Linked DNA regions of Mus musculus: regions 1 and 3 are each linked to region 2. Evidence: chromatin contacts called from public promoter capture Hi-C data. All regions are on one chromosome and are shown on one strand. The core of a region is the stretch at or near the end of the contact, and the rest is flanking DNA. Distances in the headings are between cores, read along the strand shown.

What was found. Promoter capture Hi-C pulls out the DNA fragments that hold promoters and counts their contacts.
Region 1: a promoter capture Hi-C map of liver shows a contact between it and region 2, with 4 times the contacts expected there. The contact joins the promoter of Aldh1a2 here to the promoter of Adam10 in region 2. A contact is called at or near these places in 6 of 39 promoter capture datasets (embryonic stem cells, hippocampal neurons, liver and 1 more), 3 of 484 Hi-C or Micro-C datasets (all in embryonic stem cells), 4 of 115 datasets of contacts at active chromatin or transcription factors (embryonic stem cells, forebrain and stem cell-derived neural progenitor cells) and 1 of 9 other capture datasets (adipose tissue).
Region 3: a promoter capture Hi-C map of stem cell-derived epiblast-like cells shows a contact between it and region 2, with 4 times the contacts expected there. The contact joins the promoter of Fam81a here to the promoter of Adam10 in region 2. A contact is called at or near these places in 2 of 39 promoter capture datasets (liver and stem cell-derived epiblast-like cells).

What each region holds. Positions count from the first base shown.
Region 1 is chr9:71,214,420-71,217,119 of GRCm38.p6, reverse strand. It overlaps Aldh1a2 (aldehyde dehydrogenase family 1, subfamily A2), which reads right to left and starts at 1,331. Exons shown (of 14, transcript NM_009022.4): 1 at 1,157-1,331. The coding sequence starts at 1,273. Gm3458 (predicted gene 3458) reads left to right here and starts at 1,734. Exons shown (of 4, transcript NR_110518.1): 1 at 1,734-1,873.
Region 2 is chr9:70,677,545-70,680,244 of GRCm38.p6, reverse strand. Adam10 (a disintegrin and metallopeptidase domain 10) reads right to left here and starts at 1,263. Exons shown (of 16, transcript NM_007399.4): 1 at 986-1,263. The coding sequence starts at 1,040.
Region 3 is chr9:70,140,126-70,142,825 of GRCm38.p6, reverse strand. Fam81a (family with sequence similarity 81, member A) reads left to right here and starts at 1,269. Exons shown (of 9, transcript NM_029784.2): 1 at 1,269-1,513.

The DNA of each region.
Region 1 (2,700 bases), core at 82-2,581, 540 kb before region 2:
TGGAACACTTATCAGCTGTATCGTGTGCGCGCGCTGCAGTTAACTGGCGAGAGTTTGCGGTAGGAATGAAAATCAAATTAAAAAAAAAAATTCTAAAATGAACTCTCAAGAAGTGTGGCTTTAAAGGCTACAGTCGCCTTTTTGCTATAACATTCAATCCCTTTGTGTATGTATTTCACAAATTTCCCCCGTGGATTTTTTTTCCCTGAGAACGGTGGAGTGGTAGGGGATCAAGTCACATGGGGCAGCAGGCGTGTATTGCTTTTTAATGCAGTTTAACAACAATAATTCGTGCTTGACAAACTAAGATGTCAGAATTCGTTAGGAAAAAAATCATTAGGCTTATCAGTGCAAAAGTGAGCTCGCTAATTTATGTGACTTGAGTTATTTTCCCTTTTTCTAAAATGTCCATTGCCTACAAAATCCCGAGGAAATCCTGGCATAGACCTACTGCGTCTCGGCCAGGTCCCCGCGAAGTCTGTGGGACTCCGGTCCTGACAACCCTTCAGCGACTCCGCTCTGAGGGAAGATAAGCCCGCGCGGCCGCGCACCTCCGGACCCGAGGGACCGCGGGGCGACACCGGACCGCAATGCCACCCTGGCGGTGAACCCCACTCTGCTCTGAGACCGAGGGACAGGGAGAACTGCACCCCGGTGGGCTCTGAGGAAACCCAGGGGAACACCCTCCTCAAGCCAGAGCCCGGACTGCTCTGAGGAGACCTGGGGGACCCCAGAGCCAAACTCCATTTGCTCTGATAAAACTTGGGGGCTCGCACAACCGGACTCCGGTCTGCCCTGAGCTCTAAGGGACCCCAGAACTAAGCCTCGTTCTGCCCTAGGGACATCTAGGACCGGACCCTAGCCGGCTCTAAAGAGTCATAGGGGACTCCAGAACCAGACCCAGGTCTGCTCTGGGAAATCCCACCTCCCCAGGCAGTCCCGAGGTCGTCACCACCGTCCGCCGCCGCTGGCGATCCCCGCGCTGCCTTCTGTTTGGGACCGGTTCTCCCAAGACGCTCCCTAAACCGGGGCGGGACTTGAGAAGCCCGCATCGCGGTCCCCGCGGAGGCGCGGAGATGACAGGCGACCTCCGGGCCCCCGGCCTCTGAAGGGATCCAGAGGATGCTTCCAGAAAGCGTCCGCCGGACGGCTTTACCTTGGTGTACTTGATCTCGAGGTTGGGCGTGGGCGACGGCAGGAGCTGCAGCGAGGCCATGAGCGCGGCGGGGTCGGCCTTCACCTCGCCCGGCATGGCGATCTCGCTGGAAGTCATGGGCGGCCACGGGTGGGTGTGCGCGGGGCGCTGCGCGGCCGGGGCGCGCTCGCTGTATATAGGCAGGTGTCAAGCGGGGGGCGCTTCTTATTGGACGTGCGGCCCACAGGCGCGGGGGGCCGGCCCAGGAGGACATTTGCATACGGCCGCGCGCGGCGCCCGCACGGTCAAGTCCGCGGCCCACGCTCCCGCGGGCGCGCCCGGGGGGGCCTCGACGGCCGGAGCGCAGCCTCGGCGGGACCGCGCTGGCCGATGGCAGCCCCGCGAGCCTTAGCGCTGGTCGGCCGGGAGGAGAGGCGCCCGAGCCGCGGCCCCGCCGAGCCCCGCGCCCTTCCTAACACTCGCTCTTCTCCTCCCCCGGGGTCCCGAGCAGCCCGAAAGAGCTTTCGCTCAGCCTTCCGCGTGGCGCGAGGGGCGCGTGGCCGCTGGGTGGGGTGATAGATGCTCCCCACACTCCCAAGGAGAACCTTCTGGAACCGCCGACGCCGCGCTGGCCCCCACCAGGCTTCTCAGCCCAACTGCTGCCCTCTGCCGGCCCCGCGGCCTAGTTGTGCCTGAGGCCGTGGGCTTCATCTGCCTTGGGTTGCCTGGATATTCCAGGTCTTGATGGTCTCCTTCCAGCCCTTTCCTTTCCTCTTCCCATCCACACCGGGAAACACTTGGGATTTTCTGTTGCTCTTCCTGTCAGAATCTCCGGGTTGAGCTTCCATCTCCATCCCTTCTCGTCTTACAAGCAGCCTTATAGTTGAGTAAAGATGGGCGCTGATCAGGAATCAGTAGCCTAGACAGTTCACTCCAGATAGCGTGGGAGAATCATTGGACCAATATCACGAGCCCATATAGATAGCTCTTTATAGGGCTTTCTGCCTCTATCCCCATGAAAATCCCACAGCCTTATCCAACCTGACTCTTCCTGTTTTTCTATGGAAGACTCTCAACTCCCAAGCAACTGCTTCGCTCTTGCTCAATCATTTCTTTGCATGTTGTTCACTACAAAACACTTACTTTAGATGTGTTCATTAACTAAAATTCCGTAAATGATTGGTGCTTAGATTCTGTGCAGACAGAATGCTGTTGTCTTAATTGAATTTGTGAGACAAGTTCCAGGCTCCGAGAACTCTTTATAGGGTATCTGCCTAAAGTGACCGAGCAAGCACTACGTCGTCGTCCTAGAGCAACAATACAGCCTAATTTAGGCAGTTGAAAAATTCCTATTCACAGGGAACGTTTATGGCCAAAGAGTGTGTCTTAATAACCGAATATACTCCTAAGAATCGCCTTTATTTAAGCTGTAGAAGACTGAGAAAGAATAAGAAGAATGGTGGGGAGGTAGCTCTGTAGGTAGAGTGCTTGCCTAGAACGCTGGGTTTAGTTGCCAGCACCACCTTGAACTGGGGTAGAGATGCATGCCTGTAATTCCCAGCATC
Region 2 (2,700 bases), core at 14-2,513:
GGGGGTTGTTTCCAATTCAATGCTTTTAAGCTAACCTCTCTCCAGACACTTGGGCGGCAAATTAGCTTACCTATGGTAAAGCACTTTCTCATAGGAACAAAATAATCATGCAACCTGTCCTAGGAAAGCCTGGGAATGAAATACCGCTGTCTCAAACCCGAAGCATCAGGAAACTTGAAGCAACAGTGAACTCCAATTTGCAGGGGGAGGGAGCACAGCCCTGACAATCCTCTGACTAAGCAGTACGTCTGCTCCACCTGAGAGTTTAAGAAAACTCTGCAAGTTGGTTCGCCCAGGAAGGGTCGGTCTTGCTTCTCTGTGGACTCAACTCAAAAAGACAGATGGATCGAAGAGCATCCTAAAACGGCTTGCCCTTCTCCTCAGTCAACTAAAGTCTTGCCCCGGGGAGACAGAAGACAGACAGACAGAACGACAGACACACACACACACACAACCTCCGGCGCGCTGGCTACAAACACTCCGAAAAGAGCACGAGGCGGAGGGAAGGCACTCGGGTGGGACACGCACACCGGCGTCCGACACCCGGCCCGGGTCCGCTCGCTCGCTTGCAGAACAATGCTCCCGCCGCGCTGCCAACCTCGCAAGTTGCTGCGAGTCTGCGCGGTCCCGGGGCTCGGACCCCGGCAGGGCTGAGGTGGCTGCGGAGTGCGCGAGGGCGGCTGGCCTGGGCTCCGCCGCTCCCGGGGAAAGCGGCGCGAGAAGCCGGGCAGGCAGGGCCGCCGGGCCGTGGGGGCGGGGAAGGCCTGGCCCGGGGCTCCGCAGCCTGCTCGGGCCGCCGCCGGCGGGAGCGCGGTCGGGGCGCGCGAGGGACAATAGCGCGCGGGGAGCGTCGCTCGGGGTCGGCTGAGGCGAGCTGAGAGAGCTGACAGAAGCCGAGGAGACCTGACACGCGCGGCCCGGCTCCGCGACGCTGCGCTCGGCCCGACCGACCGCCGCTCCGTCGCCGCCCGGGGTCGTGTCTCACCTCCCAGCCCCGCCGCCCAGGAGAGGAGCAGAATTAACACTGTCGGCAACACCATCTTCCCCGGCCGCCGCCTCCTCACGGGTTAACCGCGGTGCATCGATCCTGAGGGAGCCGCGACCGGCGCTGGGTCCCGACGAGCCTCCCCGGCAGTGGCACCCGGCGAAGCGCCTCCCTCTCGCTCCACTTCAGGGGCCCAGCCGCGCGCCCTGCTCCGCCAAAACAGGGCCCTCCCTCCCCCTCGGCCTCTTCCTTCCTCCCTTCCCCGCTTCCCTGCCCTCGCTCTTCGCCTGGTCTCAGCCCCTTCCCTGAGCCGCGGCCCTCCGCCTCCTTTCTCGCCACGTGACGCGACGGCACCCAATACACTCGCGAGGCCGCACCCCTGCCTCCCGCCCCGCCCTGCTCCCCCAAGCGCCCCGGGATAATGCGCATGCGTGCCGAGGCGAGCGCCCGGGCCGCTAGGCCCCGCCGCTGCTTCCTGTCCGCTGGCGGAGAGCAGGGATTGGCCTGGGAGGGCGGGGCCGCTGGAGACTCCGCCCACCGCCCCGGGCGGGAGCGCTCTTTTCCCTGTGAAAGTGCTACCTGGTTCTTCCAGCTGTTAAGGACTGTCTCTTGGAATCACACCCTACCCCGAAGCTGTCAAGAAGGGCTTTCGGCTTCTTCGCCTCCAAAAAACTAGAGGTTTTCCTTGCTTCTCTATCTGTTTCTTTTGAAGCTCTGCAGCTGCCAAGTAAACAAAAGCAGTCCCAGCAAACCATGATTTTAGCCGCGATACACAGCTCTGATGGGAACATAAAAGGAAAGATCCAACAGGAAGAAAAAAATACCCAAAGGGGTATCTTCCCGAACCATTAGCAAATGTATGTCACCTACTAGGCCTTAGCCATAATAATAAATAAATAAATAAATAAGCCGGTGGTCCTTAGTCTCCAGCTCAGAAAATGCTCGCTTGTTAGTCTGTTTCCCTCATACCTCCTTCATGCCAACTTCTACAAAACCGGTATTTGACTTCTCATTTACTCGCTTTGATTCTTTATACTCGTATTCAAGAACTACAACTTTAGGAGTAATGGGAGGAGGGATTTGTAAGGGTGGGACTGGGAGGAGAGGAGCGGGGCTGCTCTTCGGATGTAACGCGAATGAATAAATGAAAAAAAAAAAGAACTACAACGTCTTCATCATACTTAACTCTGCTTCGGTTGACTCAAAGAATATGAGTTTATATTATTGATAATAAGAATAAATTGCAAACCTTTTACTTCCGCCCTATATATTTTCTACAACCTACATTGTTAATGTAGATAATGTGGTTTTTAAAGAAAACAGAAATAAAGATGAGAATACTTTTCCCACCCCCATCTCCCATCTCTCATCTAATTATCCCAGGTTATTCTTTGAGTGGTTATGAGGCCAAGGGTAAACATGAACTTCTGATTCCTCCCATCTTCCATGCACCGTCACACCTTACTTAAGGAATATACTTATTTTAATTGTTTTGAAAAATGAATTGTTGTTTTGCTTCACATTACTAAACTCAATACTGCAGTCAGAACTTCCCACATCATCATGATTGTCCTGTCCATTCGTTTCTACTGAAGCATATAAAATCAATACAGAGTAACTGAATGCTGTTATTTCTTTTTCCTTTTGTAAAGTGTCTATTCTGAGTAACCTGCAGACATGTTGCTTATCACATGCGCTGTTTCTGCCTTATGTAC
Region 3 (2,700 bases), core at 20-2,519, 540 kb after region 2:
AATGGTGGAAATTCTCAGAGAACCTTTCGCCATGGGATTGGATCCCATCCGTATTTACACGCTGTGCACCAAGTGATACAGAAAGAGAAATAAACCATCACACACTAAAGAACACTATTAGGTGAGATCTCCGTGAGACAGGACTTAAGGCCATGCCCTCTGGTCAGCAGTCTTTTTTATACCCGTCTAACTATCTGATCAATATGTGTTAGGCTGCAATGGCCGGGAGGGGAGCAGAGTCCCTGCCTTCTCCATCTTCATCTTCTCCATTTCACCTTAGCAGTCTCTCTCTCTCTTTCTCTCTCTCTCTCTCTCTCTCTCTCTCTCTCTCTCTCTCTCTCTCTGTGTGTGTGTGTGTGTGTGTGTGTGTGTGTGTGTGTGTGTGTGTGTGTGTGTTTTGGGGAGTTATTACTTTACAGGCGAGTTAATTACAGAACACCCAAGACGACACATAAATAACTACAGGATCGAGAATTCCAAGACCAGAGCTTTCCCAAGTGGCTGCACAGCCTGCGTTCTTCCTAGCTTCCTTTGAATTGGGGGCAGAGGAGAGCCGCCAGACAGGAGCACCTACACTGGGTAAGCCCATGCCTCTACGTAAGAGCTATGAACCAGACGCAGTGAGGTGAGCAAAGGTGGGATCCTCCACTCTTCTTAAACCCCACCTTACGGAGAGGAAGCAAAATTGTGAGTGATTCCTGCTGAGGATCCAGCACTGATGGGAAGGAGAGCAAAGCTGGAACTCCCTGGGAGCGAGGCAGAAGGTAGGAAGAGGGCTGGGAGGAGAAACGGGCATTTTCCCAGGGGTCCTGTCTCTTGTGCGCGAGGCTTGGTGATTCCCTCATACACACTTGTCGCCTGGAGGGTTCCATCACCTGTGCAGGTGTGGCGCTGGAAGGAGCTGTTTCCTGGACTGTGGTCTCACCCCTAACTTCTCCCCAGTTTGAGGTGGGAAAAGCAGTTAACTATTTTTGTGGGAACCAGGCTTGGTACATAAGGGATGCTAGGATTCCCGGGAAAATGATTGATGACATAGAGACCTGGAAGGCTGGGCTCTCATTGAAGCATCCTTCCCTACACCTACCTCTGCCTCCAAGTCGACGCGCCCTACGACGGGACTGAGGTTCTTGTAAGCAAGTCCCCGCCCGCTGACTCCCTGCAGCGAACTGGGTGGGGACCCGCGGCGCCGCGGAAAGGCTATTTTGAGTGTGGGAACGCGGTGGGAGGAGGGGCGCCGGCGGGCTGGGCGCGGGCGCGCGGGGAAAGCCTCCAGCTCGGGCTGCCACGGCAACCGCGTCCAGGCAACGCGCCCGGAAGAGGCTCTGGGAGGCGCGCGGCGGCTCGCGCCCTTCCAGGGTGGGGGAGCCGCGAACCCCGGGCCGGGCCGCGCGCGCGCTGATTGGAGCGCGGGCCCGCAGCCGGGTTCGCCCCGCAAAGCCCCGCGCTCGCGGCCACCGCACCCAGAGCGCCGGCGACGACATGGGCAGCCTCGGCGCGCCAGATCCGCGCGCGGGTGAGTCTTCAGAGGTGTCTCCCCTCCCCACATGTCCGGGCATCCTCTAGACTCAAGCGGCGGGTGCTTCCGCAGGGACCGTCGATGTGACCTTGGAGCAACCACTCCATGGATAGGCATGGGATAGTGCTGGGGAGAGGGGGTGAGGGATGAAGCCTCGTGTGCCCCGCGTGACACTCTGGACGCGAGAGGGTTAACTGAATGCTGACGCGCAGGGCTGAAGTTAGGCGCAGAGCGCAAGTGGCATTGCATCTTCGCGGGGGCTGCAAGCTAGCAGACAGAAGAGGCCCCCGAGGGACTGTTTGAGGAGAGCCAAGGGTGTGCAGAGTTTGCCAGGACTAGGGGCAAGTCTATCATTCACAGTTGGAGCTGAGTGACCTTGGGTGGGTTAGCCACATTGCTCCCGCGGATTCTCTGGTTTTCATCCTTTGAAAGGAAGGGCTCTGGTTCTTTCCAGTTGCAGCACAAGGCTGTTTTGCTGGTACTGTGAGCTGAGGAAGGGACCCTCTGGGGATGCAAGACTTAACCATATTTATTCCGCAAGGGGTTTCCAATGAGCTGGCTCCCAAAGTAGCAAGAAATGTTACCATTTTATGGAGGGAACAGTCTGGGGTCCGGAAAGGCTCCTTAAAATGCATAGATTAAAATCCCTTCGGTGCACTTAAGTCCTGAACCCAATCAGGGTCCAAGCTGCCAAATACTTCTTTCCTGTAGTTGATCTGATAGGAAACTTTGTGTCTGAACAGGTAAAATCAAAACCCAGTAGTGGCAGGCAGTGGCAAATTAAGTGAGTCATTTCTTCAATGTGCAGAAGCTGTGTGTGTGTGTGTGTGTGTGTGTGTGTGTGTGTGTGTGTGTGTGTGACATGCGCATGCGTGCACTCAGCTTAAAGTCTGTGTATGCTGTTAAGAGGTTATTTCACAGAAATAATGTTGAACTGGTTTGGATCTACAGAGGGAATCACTTAGAACTAGGGCCAGACATTTGCATTGTTCTTTGGAGATTTGGGGTTAGGGGGCTAGCAAGATGGCTCGGTGGGGGGTGGGGGTGGGGTAAAGGTCTTTGCCATTAAACTTGAGGACCTGGGTTTGATCTCTGGAACCCACATTGTGAAAGGAGAGAATCATCCAACCCCCACAACTTGTTCTCTGACCTCCACACCCACACAAGGCACAGGAGCTAAACGA